Regions from separate parts of the Mus musculus genome. Here all the other regions are linked to region 1. The links are chromatin contacts, called in public ChIA-PET and HiChIP or PLAC-seq maps. All regions are on one chromosome and are shown on one strand. The core of a region is the stretch at or near the end of the contact, and the rest is flanking DNA. Distances in the headings are between cores, read along the strand shown. Region 1 has its middle 26 kb from the start of Gm44968. Region 2 overlaps Iqgap1 (IQ motif containing GTPase activating protein 1). Region 3 has its middle 21 kb from the start of Iqgap1. Region 4 overlaps Sec11a (SEC11 homolog A, signal peptidase complex subunit).

Region 1 (3,224 bases), core at 229-2,728:
TTTATCCTGGGTGTGTGTGTTCACACACGTGCACATACGCATGCCTGCATCTGCGTGTATGTGCATGCCAGAGCTTTGGCAGAGTCCGAGGACAACCTCAGGTGTCCTTGCTTGCTACCTTATTTGAGGTGATGTCTCTCTGTTGTGTTTTAATGTAGGATACAGGGTGGGCTGGGCTGGGGTTTGAAGGATCCTCCTGTCTCTGCTTCCAGTATTCCATTAGCAGTGCTGTGGTTATAGATGTGTGAGCTATTGGCTCGCCCTTTCTATAGCTCTGGGGTTTGAATTCAGGGCCTCAGATTTGTACCACAAGCAGTTCAATCACTGAGCCATCTCCCCAGCCCAGGCCACAATTATGTTAAAAAGCCTCAATTCTTAACTGTTGGAGTTAATAAACCTACTTTTTAAATTGTCATGAAATTGTCTGCATTGTTACGCCCAATTTCTGTACCTACATTATTACAGATATGAAACTACTAATCCATAGCCTACCGTATTTCCATTTTAAAACTATGTATTTCTGTGGGAGTCTGCACGCACTACAGCATGCATATAGAGGTCTGAGGATGACCTGTGGAGTGGGTTTTCTTCTTTGTCTTCTTCTTCTTCTACAGTGTGGGTTCCAGAGAACAAACTCAGGTTGTCAGGCTTGGTGGCAATCACCCTCACCCATGGAGCCAGCCCCTCAGCTCCATGACTTACATTTTGCACAGCTTTGCCCTCAAAGTATTTTTAGCTAGTTAGAACTATTCAGAGATTTTTATATGCTCAGGGCTGGGCCTGTGTTTGAAATTCTCTCCAGAGAGCTGGGACAAGGCAGACTGTGTGTGTGTGTGCGCGATTTTTAACTTTTGGACACGGGGTTTCATATATACCGTGCTGGCCTCAAGCTTCCTATGTAGCCAAAGATGAAGTTGAATTTCTGATCCTCCTGCCTCCACCTCCTGAGCGATGAGATCATAAGTGTGTACCACCAGACCCAGTTTCTGTGGTTCTGAAGATCAGAGGCTCTGTGACTGCAGGGCAGGCACTCCTGCTAACTGAGTGGAAGCCGCTTTCTTGTGCGAGAATGTTTTGAGGACAATAGAAGTCTGAATAATCGATACAAATACGCCTTGTGGGGACAGTAGCGTGACTCCCGTCCCTAGTGTGGGCGACTGTTAGAAGTGGTTCCAAGGAACATGGCATGGAGGCAGAGGAGGTAAGAAGGGAAGTTTGCAGGAGAGAGGCCTCCTGGGTATGGTTAACACCAGTGAGGGGGTGGGGAGGTGCCTCTCCGGAGGCAGCGCCCTGCCCCTCTGTGGTCTCCCTCCCTCAACCTACAACCTCAGTCTAAACAGGAGGAAAACATTGAACAAACTCAAACCATGACATAATCTACAAAATATCTAACCACGATGCCACAGAACTGTCAGAGCCTTCGCCCACAAGGAAAACCTGCCCAGTGGAACCTAGGGAGACATCATGACTAAGTGTGATATTGTAGTGGTTGGTGTGTTGTCGCCCCTCCCCCCAGAGCTGGAGCACAGATCCCCAGCATGTGTGAGTGCAGCCTTATTTGGAAATAGATTGCTAGAGTTGGATTTAGAGTATTTTCCTGAAGGTAAAATATTGGGGGGGGGGGGGGAGGCTGTTGGTCCTCAGCCTGTGAGATGGCGGAGATGGGGCCTAGTGGGAAGTAAGAGGTGAGTTCACTGGGGAGCTACTTCAGTGGAGAAGAATCAGGACCCCACTTCCTTCCTATTTCTCTTTCTGTGCTTTCTGATCACCTAGATGTGACCCTAAACAACAGAGCCAAATGACCACAGACCAAAACTTCTGAAACCATGATCCACATAAGCCTTCTTCCTAGCAAGTGGGTTCCCAGACATTTTTGCCATAGTGACAGGCATGACTAACACACAGGTCCTGAAGATGTAAGTTAAGGATCTAGGATGAAATCGTCCTGGATTTAGGAGTGACAGGTATGAAGTGGAAGGGACAGGGAGATCTGAGACTCTCAGATGCATAAATGCACACAGAAGAAAGCCACGTGACTACGGAGGGAGATTAGAGCCCTGATCCCACAAGCGGGGGGGGGGGGGGGGGGGGGGAAGGGATGAGGGGCAAAGAAGGAGCCTCTGAGCTGGACATGGTGACTCATGCCTTTAATCCCAGCACTCGGGAGGCAGAGGCAGGAGGATTTCTGAGTTTGGAGCCAGCCTGGTCTACAAAGTGAGTTCCAGGACAGCCAGGGCTATACAAAGAAACCCTGTCTCGAAACAAACAAACAAACCAAAAAAGGAGCCTCTGGTCTCTGTGGAACTTAGCCGATTGACAGCCTCAGCCCCCAGAACCCTGAGGATACACCTCTGTTGTTGTAACAATGTTATGGCACTGGACTAAGGCAGCCCTAGGAGACTGATACAGGCGTCCTGCCCGAGATCCTGGACAAACACACCAGTGTGTGTGGGTCTCTCCAGCCACCATGACCAGCAGAGTAATGATCAGCCAGAGGCGAGAAGGCAGTTCAGTTTAATACAACTAAGTAGCCGGCGTTGGTTCAAACTTGGTCTGACCTGGAGCTGTTTATTTCATGCATATTTAAGCACGGCACAGTTTGGTGAAAGAGTGAGTGTGTTAATTAACCCATGCCCATGTCACAACAAAACTTAAGGTGTGACTATCTCAAAACTCTTTTTGAAGCACACGTGACTCCTTCCATAATGATGGGTTCTATAGATTGACTACATGTGACTCCTTCCATAGAGATGGGTTCCATAGATTGACACACTCAGGATAAGAGTCTGGGAGAGCATCTGATATAGTCTCAGCCATACAGATAGTACAAAGGTCACCAGGCTATTAACCTTGTGTTGTTTAAAATTCCTGGTTACCCTAGTTCAATGGCTCTCAGCCTTCCTATTGCTGCATCCCTTTAATATAGAACCTCATGTCATGGTGATCCCCAACCATAAAATTATTTCATTGCTACTTTATAACTAGTCTTGCTACTGATATGAATCATAATGTAAATATCTGTGTTTTCCAATGGTCTTAGGTGACTCCTGTGAAAAGGCCATTTAACCCTTAAAGGGGTCTCAATCCATTTGATCTAGTGCTGTGAGTACAAGAACCTCTGTGCCTCCCATACATCAGGAAAAGGTTAGTGAAATCCAAGTCAAATATGGAGTTCAGCTCCTACATAACGTATTTCTAATGCTTCATTGGCAAGCTTGGGAAGC
Region 2 (3,224 bases), core at 528-3,027, 430 kb before region 1:
TGAGTTTCTGGAGAAAGCTTCTCCCAGGCCCATGGAGATGTGGGTATTAAATTCACTTCCACCCCATCCTGCTCCAAACAATGCAGGCTCAGTTCACTGACCTCAGGGCTCTGCTGCTGCAGGGTGGCCAACTCCTTCTGATAGAGATCAGCTGCAAATGGATACACCTGGGGCAGCTGGGCTTCAGGATTCATTAGCTCCAACACGGTCTTCTCAGCGATGCCCTTCTGGATGGCAGCGTTGATTGCTGCCACTGCTGCCAACCCTGAGGGAAAACAGGTCAGCGGGCAGTGGGCTGAGAGCCCTGGGCAGAAACAGTGCCTTGTTTGGTTTTTGAGACAGGGTCTCACTATGTAGCTCTGGCTGCCCTAGAACTATGTAGATCAGGCTGCCCTTGAACTCACAGAGATCTACCTGGCTCTATCTCTCTAGTGCTGGGATTAAATGGGTGCACAACCATGTCCAGCTGCTTTTTAAAAAAGATTTATTTTTATGTTGTGTATGATGTTTGGTTACGTGTGTGTGTGTGCTTGGTGTCCATGGAGATAAGAAGTGGGTGTCAGGTCCCCTAGAACTGGAGTTACAGGTGGCTGTAAGCCTGTAACTACCATGGGAGTGCTGGGAACAGAACCTGGTCCTCTACAGAGCAATAAGTGCCTTCAACCCCAGGGCCAGCAACACCACACACCAACCCCTCACAACCTGCTTTAAAAGGATTGTGGAATATATGTGTATATGCATGTTCACACGTGTATAGATGCATGTGGCAGGACACGTGTGGAGGCCTTTGATATTGGGTGCCTTGACCACTCTCTGAGACACTGAGGCAGGGTCCCCGCTTGTTTCAGGCTCATCTGCCCATCCATCTTGCCAACTATGCATTGGGATTACAGGGCAGCTGTCATGCCCACTGTGCTTTTACACAGATTCTAGGATTAGAACCCTGGTCCTCAAGCTTGAGCAAGGAACGTCTGGCCTGCTAAACATCTCGCTAGAAACCCACACTCCCATTTGCCACCCCAGCCCCACAAAAAACCACTGTGTGGCCCTAGTCTGCCTTTATTCACAGGAACTCTTCTACCTCAGGAGTTTCTGGAATTATAGGTATGGGGCACCAGATCTGGCTAGGGGGTCCCAACTTTTATAGAATAAAGCTCCAGTCTGTACCTATCGTATCCACCATGATGCTTGCTGTGGAACTTTTCTCTAAAACCCTCATTGAAGATGGCAGTGGCAGCCTGCAGTGGGGGTGGGCTACAGTAGCAGCAGCAGGGGCATGGACTCCAGTAGGAGCAGAACAGGGTCTTGTTGGTCAGGGATGAAGCCAGGCCCAAAGCTGAGCCCGGCACAGAGTGCAGAAAGCCAGAGAATGGCTTTACTGCTGAGCAGTAGCTGCAGAGGCCATGGAGTGGACACAGGCCTCTTGCAGGGTTGCACCAAGCTTGTGGCTGAACTGAAGATCTAGAGAGCCAAGCACCCACATTTCAAACCACCTACCCTAAGGATTCTTGTTTGCCCAACTCTGAGCCTATGGACTGGGCTCTATGAACAAGGATCCTCCCCTAAGTTTGAAACACAGAGCCCACAGGCAGCACAGGAGGCCGTACAGACCAGCAGGCCATCATGCCAGGTACCCTGTGCCAGCTGGCTATCACCCAATATCTGCTCTCAGGCAAGTGACTGATTTACCTGGCACCTAATTTCAAGCTAGACTATGCCGGACTAGCACTGTCTGGTCTGTGGTTGAAAGGCAGCTTTAGGAGCCTGAGGTGACCTCATGGGCCAGAGAGAGTAGGCACTGAGTCATATGTATTTAAATAGATATCCTCATACAGTGCTTGGGTTTCCTGTAGGTTGATTCTGCCATCTAGGCTACAGGCATTAAGGATCTGTTTACCTATAAACCAATAGTCACCTCTACCTGTCTGTCTCCTGAGCTGATTAAGAGCTGGCACCTCTGCCACACTTTATATGAGAGCTTCTCCAGTTTGCAAACAATGCCTATGTCTTGCTAGTGCTAGACTGTCAGCCATATGCACTCAGATAGCAGGGCCAAGTTCAGAAAAACATCTGCCCCACTGCTAGAGGCAGTTCCTCCTGTCTTCCTCTTCCTCATTCCGAGAAGCCAAACCCCCAGGTTTTGAAAGTTACTTTATTTCAGAGTTGTCTGCACCTTTGGTTCCCTAAAATGTTTGCCCTCTGTGCAGGACTGACTTCAGTTGCCCACAGGCCAGGCCCTCAGCCTCCCTGAATTGCCCAGGATCTCCAGCTGAGCATGCTCAAGGGAAGGGCCACTTCTGCAGTGGACTGCGCCCTTTGTTTTCCTGCAGTCCTCAGGAGTAAGAGAAAAAACCTGGTGTTTTGTGCTAAGAGGAAAACTCATAGCTTTGAGTGCCTCCAAAAATAAACTAGAGAGAGCACACACTAGCAGCTTAACAGCACACCTGAAAGCTCTAGACCAAAAAGAAGCAAATACACCCAAGAGGAGTGGACAGCAGGAAATAGTCAAACTCAGGGCTGAAATCAACCAGATAGAAACAAAAAGAACTATACAAAGAATCAACAAAACCAGGAGCTGGTTCTTTGAGAAAAATTGAAAAACCAATCAATCTTTCTTTCTCTCTCTCTCTCTCTCCTTCCTTCCTTCCTTCCTTCCTTCCTTCCTTCCTTCCTTCCTTCCTTCCTTCCTTCCTCCCTCCCTCTCTCCCTCCCTCCCTTCCTTCCTTCCTCTTCCCCTCCCTCCCTCTCTCCCTCCCTCTCTCCCTCCCTCCCTTCCTTCCTTCCTCTTCCCCTCCCTCCCTCTCTCCCTCCCTTCCTCGTATACTTTGGGGTTTTTTTTGTTTGTTTTATTGTTTTTTTTTTTTTTTTTTAATTTTTCGAGACAGGGTTTCTCTGTGTTCCCCTGGCTGTCCTGGAACTCATTCTGTAGACCAGGCTGGCCTCGAACTCAGAAATTCGCCTGTCTCTGCCTCCCAAGTGCTGGGATTAAAGGCGTGCGCCACCACGCCTGGCTATTCTTTGTTTTTTTTTATCAAATATAATCTAACAGGAATCAAACTGAAAAAGGAAACTTCAGTTGAGAAACTGTCTCCATCAGATTGTGTAGTAGGCAAAAGATCATTGAGTATTTTCTTGACTGATGATTTACATTGCAAGTGCCATCCTGAACAGCTGGAATAAGAAATTAGTCTGCACAGATAGTAATTCTATTCCTTCATGACCTC
Region 3 (3,224 bases), core at 259-2,758, 360 kb before region 1:
GAGGCAGGCGGATTTCTGAGTTCGAGGCCACCCTGGTCTACAAAGTGAGTTCCAGGACAGCCAGAGCTATACAGAGAAACCCTGTCTGGAAAAACCCAAAAAAAAGAAAAAAAATACTTTTTTCATTTTCTTATGTAGTTATTGACTTTTGAGGGTGTAGTGCCACTTTTTGTTGTTGCCTGTTTGTTTTGTTGAGACAAGGTCTTACTCGTAGCATTGCTGCCCTGGAACTCACAGACATCCATCTACCTCTACCTGCTGTTTTTTTGGTTGGTTGGTTTAAGTTTGTTTGTTTGTTGTTTTGGTTTTAATTTTATTTCTTTATTTTATGGATATGGATATTTTGCCTGTGTGTGTGTATTGTACCGCTTATATGTGTGGCGCTCACACAGGTCAGAAGAGAGCATCAGATCCCTGGACCTGGAGTTACAGGTGGCTGTGAGCCACCATATGGGTGCTGGAAATTGAACCCAGGTCCTCTGCAAGAACAGTCGGGTCCCCTAACCACGGGACCACCTGTCCAGCCCTGGTTAGTTTAGTTTTTGAAACAGGGTCCTTATGTTGAGGTCTGGTCTATTACTATGTATTGTGATGCTAACTACTGGCCAAGGTCGTCTAAGGGATGAGAGAATCGTCAGGTACAGCAAGTGCTGCCATGTAACCCTGCTCCTTTGTTTAAAACTACTGCTTGAATAAAGATGCCTACAGCCTATAGCTGGGCAGGAGAGAGGCAGGCTGAGGTTTAGTTCCCTAGTGTGGGGTCTGAGGCAGAGACTGTGAGGGGAAAGGAGAGGTGTAGCAAGGAGAAGACAGCACAGGGTAGGTGAGTCATAAAAACGTGGCCATGAGGGCTGGCCAATTGGAGTTAAGAGCGGCCCAGATGGAACATGGCAAGTTATAACTTGGGGTTATAGCTACGGAAGTAGACACTAATAGCTTAGAGGGTAGATATCTGCAAGCTCTAGTGCTTTATAGGCGTCTCATAAATATAAAGGTTTTGTGTCTTTAATCTGGGAACTGAATGATCTAAGGTGGTGTAGAAACCCACAGTTGAGATTAAATATTTATTATAACCCACTATGCAGCCCCAGCTGGCCTGGAACTCACTATGTAGACCAGGCTGGCCCTCAGCTGACAAATATCTGGAATTCCAGGTGCTCAGCACCACGCCTGGATGAACACAGGTAATGTAATTCTTGTTTATTCAGTTGTATTTTCTAATAATTCTGAAAATGTGTGGGTATAGCTCAGGATTTTTTTTTTTTAAATGATGCATCAGGAAGGGAAGGAGAGGAGGGGGAAAAAAAAGGTGACTTCCTCAAAATCAAACGGTCACATTTCTGTTTCCCTATCCTGCCTTGGAAGTGCACACGACCCTGGACAGGGGAAAGGCAGTAAAGTAGCTGCCATGAAGGAATGTTCAGCTGCACAAGTATTCAGAGAAGTACAATGTGAGCAGCACGGAGTCCTCCTCTCTGTTAAATAAGCAAGGCTGTTTCTCACGGAGGAGGGCGTGGTGCAAGCAGTAGTCAGTTATTACTGCTGATAACATTATGAAGTGGTAGATCCACTTACAAGAATTGGCAGGAAGAACTAGAGCTGTAAAAACGTTCACACCCTGGGAAAAGAATCATTCTTTTCTGAAGGGGAAAAGAAATGATGTGCACACGAGGGTGGCTAATGTGAGGGCATTGCCTGTTCAGACAAGAGACCCAAGTGTAGAGGTTTGTAGACCGGTAAACATTACAAACCTTCTGGCCATGTATCTAACCGACTGGTAGAGAGTAGGGGAGAGTTCATAGCACTTGAGGCTTGGGTTCAATTCCCAGCAATACAGACATGGGAAAAGGTTGGGCGGCAGGAAGGTTTTGGTGTCTGTTCAGGGCCCAGGAACCTTGGATTGACTCCCACTCGCTATAACTCAGTTTTATGAGGTCTGAGTAGAAAGGTCACAGTCTACAGGAGAATGTCCTGTTTTCCTATTTGTCATTGTGGTATTTGGCCTTTTAAGACAGGGTCTCTCCCTTTTTTGCTTTTAATTACATTTTTATTTATTTTGTGTAGGGGTGAATGGGTGTGGACATGTGGGGTTTTCCCATGTCACAGAGCACATGTAGAGGCCAGAGGAACGCTTGTAGCAGTCAGATCTCTGCTTTCCCATGTGGGTGCCAGGGATCAAACTGTAGTCACTATGTTCGGTGGCAAACACCCTCACCCACTGTGCCCTCTCACGGGCTCCATCCATCCTGTAATTCTGTTTACATTGTTCCTCTGCCTTTCAAAAAAAAAAAGTTTGCCTATCTCTCATGACCTAGATCAGTCCTTCCTTCCTTCCTTCCTTCCTTCCTTCCTTCCTTCCTTCCTCCCTCCCTTCCTCCCTCCCTCCCTCCCTCCCTCCCTTCCTCCCTTCCTTTTTCTTTCTTACAACTTTTATTTTGTGTGTATGAGTGTTTTGCCTGCATTTATGTCTCTCCACCAGTTCCATGCCTGGTACCCACAGAGGCTAGAAGAGGGTGTCAGAGCCTCTGAAACTGGAGTTACAAATGGTAAACCATGTGGGTCCTGAGAATCCAGGTCCTCTAGAAGAGCAGCCAGTGTTCGTTCTCTCTCTCTCTCTCTCTCTCTCTCTCTCTCTCTCTCTTGGTTTTTCAAGACAGGGTTTCTCTGTATAGCCCTAGTTGTCCTGGAACTCATTCTGTAGACCAGGCTGGCCTTGAATTTAGAAATCCACCTGCCTCTGCCTCCCAAGTGCTGGGATTAAAGATGTGTGCCACCACTGTCTGGCTCACAGACCAGTGGTCTTAACTGCTGAGCCATTTCCTCTCTCTCTCTCTCTCTCTTTCTCTCTCTCTCTCTCCCTCCCTCCCTCCCTCTCTCCCTCTCTCTCCCTCTCTCCTCCTTTTCTTTTTCGAGAGGGTCTCACTCTATAGTCCAGGCTGGCCTTACATTTATAGCAATCCCCCTGCCTCCCAGGCATAAGCTACCACACCCAGCTTCTTCACCTAGATGGTAAGCACTGAGATCAGTAACTCACCTGAGGGAAGGAGTGTCATCACTGGCATTGTGGTCATTGACATTTATGGAGCAGATAGTGTTCCAGGTGCTGTCCAGAGCTATGTGTGTCATCCTATCAACCGTCACCCAACCCCATAAGGAAGGGACTGTGACTACCCTCATTTTACACTCGAGGAATTAAGGAAGGTCAAGTTACTTGCCCAAAGTCA
Region 4 (3,224 bases), core at 375-2,874, 260 kb before region 1:
CAGCTCAAATAGTGCTACACAATGACACCTTATCTCAACAACTCACAGCAACAACAACAACAACAACAACAACAACAACAACAACTCAGGACAAAACAAGAAGATTATCAGGATGTCCCTGATGTGGTTAGAAAAGGAGGTGAGAAACCCAAATGTTCACCTTTCTTCCTTCTCCCCACCACTGGCAGACTCTGAGTACACTGGCCATAATGTGGCACTGGGCCAAGTGGACTTCAACTCTCTCATCACGGCCCACTTTCACTGTGTGCATAGACCCTTCCTGCCATGCCACAGGCCAGAGAAACAGAAATCACCTCCCAGTTAACACCTCCGAATCAAAGCCATAGGCAAACTGCAGCAGACACTGTTTTTAGTGTCGTCACTTCCTGTTAACAACTCTTCTTACTTTCCATCTCCTGTATTCTCTTTTTAGAGTCCTTCTCCCTCCCTTCCCCCAAACTGCTTTCCACTGCTAATGTTTCTCAACAGTCAGATCTTCTTTAACAGTCACTTGGGGCTGCAGCTGGAGCTCAGAAGGCAGAATGCCGGCCTAGCATAAAGGCATGAAGCCCTGGGTTTGATCTCTGACACCACACAATTCAGGTGTGGGGGTGCACACTTAAATTCCAACATTTGAGAAGTGGAGCCAGTATTCAGCTACAATAGAGAGCTTGAGGCCAGCTTGGACTGCATGAAACACAAAACTACCAGATACACTGTTCTAGTGTCCCCAGATTTTCTGAGCTTAAACAAATCCCTGAAACATGCACCCCAAACAATACTCAAGATGTTTAGGTCTGATTCAAGATGTGTACCTCAGGTACATGGTGGCAAGCAGTTTCACCTCAGCAAACTTGTGTCAACATGTGGCTCCTCCAAGAGCTGAAAAGAGACACCTACAAAGTATTGCTAAGCTCTGGGCAGAACAAGGCCACTTAACCACTGAGCCAACTATCCAGCCCCATATTTTAAATTCTCAAAATAGGGTCTCACTTTGCTGCTGCAAACAGCTTCCCCAAGCATCTACGACTACACATGTGCCACGGCACCTAGACACAAGCTTTACATTTTATTCACATGTGATTTACATGCATTTTATGGCCTATCAGTTTTTATGGGGTATTTTAATACATATATACAGTGTACACTAAACACATCAAGTTAATTAGCATTTCCACTTTATCATCAAAGCCTGTGGCACACTTTAGGGGCAGCCATTTTGCCCGATGCACTTTACTTCCTGTTAAGAATACTTCCTCTTCTGTGGGGACAGCATTGTCTGGAAGCCTCCAGCGTCACTGTCCCGTTCCCTCCTTTATCTCATTCTTTATCACTGCAGCATTTGTACCAACTCTCCTGCCCTTCTCTCCTCTTTTTCTGACACTGCTTTCTTTTCTGTGATTAACAGATCCAACTTTCTGGTTTCCCAAAGTCATCTCTATTAAGTAGTTTTAGTTGGTACAGTATTAGTTTCATTTCTAAAAATTTTATTACATGCTACAAGATGAATTAACCTTGAAAATTAGGATAGGTAAGAGAAACCAAACGCAGAAGACCACAACTGTGATACTGTCTACACAAGACACCCCACGAGCCATGCCTACACTGCAGGTTAGCACTGTCAGCAGCTGCAGGAAGAAGGGCGTGGCCTGCGCCTGCTAAGAGTGTCGAGAGAAATGATCTGGAATTAGATAGTAGTGTTGGTTGCACAAACTTGTAGATATACTAAAATCTGTGAACTATGCCCCTTAAAATAGAGACTCTTACATGTGAATTCTGTTTCAGTAACATTTTTAGACATAATCGGCTCAGAACCATTGGTGTCAGTGTGGAGTAAACCAGAAACCCCCCTTTTTTCACTGAGAGGTAGCTGTACCACAGACCAGGCTCACCTGAAAGAGTGAGGTACAGCTCGACTCTGAGATATCAGCTTAGTGTTTTACAAATACAATTTCCACAAAGGAAGGTGACTCATTACATTAGGTGTCGAGCTCAGAGGCAGGAGAGTCGATGAGAAGTGAGTTGGGCAGAAAAGCCTGTCTGCCAGCTGTCCACGTCCCAGGTGGTTTATATTTCATAGAATCAATACTTAACTCACATTATTACATTTTTTATTAAAAGCCACTAAAGGGTTTATACTGCCAAAATTGAGATTTTAGTTTAAATTTTATATAGTTTAGAACTTTAAAAAAATTCTTCAAAAAGAAGTTCCTAGGGAGGAAGCCTGAGTACTCTAACCTGGAAAATAATATGTCTTTTTTTTTTTTAACCCAACCCAGGGCTGCCTAGGCAGCCACAGTGACAGACAAAGAAGAACCAAATGCACACAAAGGGACATTCTTACACAGAAGAAGCACACAGAAAGAATTTGTCAAAAAGTGTTAAAATGTGCATATTCTTTACTTAGTAACTGTTTTTTATATTTTTACTGGGAAGACTGGGTAGAACTACTGGATATATCTAACAACAGCAGTGTTCACAAAAGCAAACTAGAAATAGTGCTAACCAGGGCCAATGCTAGGACAGCCAGTAGCCATCTGAGCTTCCCAGGGACTGGAGAGCTAGCTCTGTGAGTGATGATAAGTGTATTGATGTGTAAGTACACTAATGGCCTTGGAGTGAAAAGGTCATTACATGTACAATAGTGTGACTATTCTCTTATATAACAAATGTTGTCAGGCGTGGTGGTGCACGCCTTGAATCCCAGCACTTGGGAGGCAGAGGCAGGTGGATCTCTGAGTTTGAGGCTGGCCTGGTCTACAGAGTGAGTTACACAGCGAAAACCTCTCAAAAAATTAATGGCAGTGGAAGAAAGTAAAGCAACCCCACTTTCCAGTGACTGGGTGCCACGCACTCAGGTCGAGTCAGCTTGACAGGCTGTGAAGCCTAAAAGCCACTCACGAGGCAGAGAGTTTCAAGGAAGCTCACCTCCTGGAGTTTATCCATATACTCATATTCTATTCCCGAATTAGTCTGGTGTATGGATCTACGAGCTCTCTTTTAATATTTTATTATAAATGCCTTTTAAGATTAAATTCTGTTATAGTTAGTCTCCCCAGTGTTCCAAGATCCCAGAAGCTGCCCGAGCTTAGAATCCTGTGAGAAGGCAGTAAGGAAGTTAACCTATTCAGTAACTAACTAAGCATTACAATAGACAGAGCCAGTGGCTCAACTGGTCTGCAGAAAGAGCCAGGGAATCTCATTGAGATAGAAATCTTCAGTAA

The links. ChIA-PET counts read pairs in DNA pulled down with a chosen protein or histone mark. HiChIP or PLAC-seq counts read pairs in DNA pulled down with a chosen protein or histone mark.
Region 2: an H3K27ac HiChIP or PLAC-seq map of embryonic fibroblasts shows a contact between it and region 1, with 4 times the contacts expected there. The contact joins two enhancer-like sites.
Region 3: a contact with region 1 is called in an HNF4G HiChIP or PLAC-seq map of pancreatic cancer cells. The contact joins two enhancer-like sites. A contact is called at or near these places in 1 of 115 datasets of contacts at active chromatin or transcription factors (pancreatic cancer cells) and 1 of 9 other capture datasets (liver).
Region 4: an RNA polymerase II ChIA-PET map of effector CD8 T cells shows a contact between it and region 1, with 6 read pairs. The contact joins two enhancer-like sites. A contact is called at or near these places in 2 of 15 datasets of contacts at CTCF or cohesin (both in the NIH/3T3 cell line), 4 of 115 datasets of contacts at active chromatin or transcription factors (CD8 T cells, effector CD8 T cells and embryonic stem cells) and 1 of 9 other capture datasets (pancreatic islet).

Annotation. Positions count from the first base shown.
Region 1 is chr7:81,178,308-81,181,531 of GRCm38.p6, forward strand. No RefSeq gene overlaps it. Among named protein-coding and RNA genes, the nearest start is that of Gm44968, 26 kb to the right of the region's middle. Within about 2 kb of position 1,479, at least 59 of the 459 cell types and tissues checked have an H3K27ac peak or open chromatin away from gene starts, as enhancers often do. A contact at or near this core is called in CD8 T cells, effector CD8 T cells, embryonic fibroblasts and 1 more, where this site is marked.
Region 2 is chr7:80,752,089-80,755,312 of GRCm38.p6, forward strand. Iqgap1 (IQ motif containing GTPase activating protein 1) reads right to left here. Exons shown (of 38, transcript NM_016721.2): 12 at 102-265. It also overlaps the pseudogene Gm18392. Among named protein-coding and RNA genes, the nearest start is that of Iqgap1, 50 kb to the right of the region's middle. Within about 2 kb of position 1,778, at least 120 of the 459 cell types and tissues checked have an H3K27ac peak or open chromatin away from gene starts, as enhancers often do. A contact at or near this core is called in embryonic fibroblasts, where this site is marked.
Region 3 is chr7:80,822,618-80,825,841 of GRCm38.p6, forward strand. No RefSeq gene overlaps it. Among named protein-coding and RNA genes, the nearest start is that of Iqgap1, 21 kb to the left of the region's middle. Within about 2 kb of position 1,509, at least 51 of the 459 cell types and tissues checked have an H3K27ac peak or open chromatin away from gene starts, as enhancers often do. A contact at or near this core is called in pancreatic cancer cells, where this site is marked.
Region 4 is chr7:80,917,882-80,921,105 of GRCm38.p6, forward strand. All of the region lies in intron 4 of Sec11a (SEC11 homolog A, signal peptidase complex subunit), which reads right to left. All of the region lies in intron 2 of Gm51451 (a long non-coding RNA gene), which reads left to right. Among named protein-coding and RNA genes, the nearest start is that of Gm51451, 9.0 kb to the left of the region's middle. Within about 2 kb of position 1,625, at least 101 of the 459 cell types and tissues checked have an H3K27ac peak or open chromatin away from gene starts, as enhancers often do. A contact at or near this core is called in CD8 T cells and effector CD8 T cells, where this site is marked.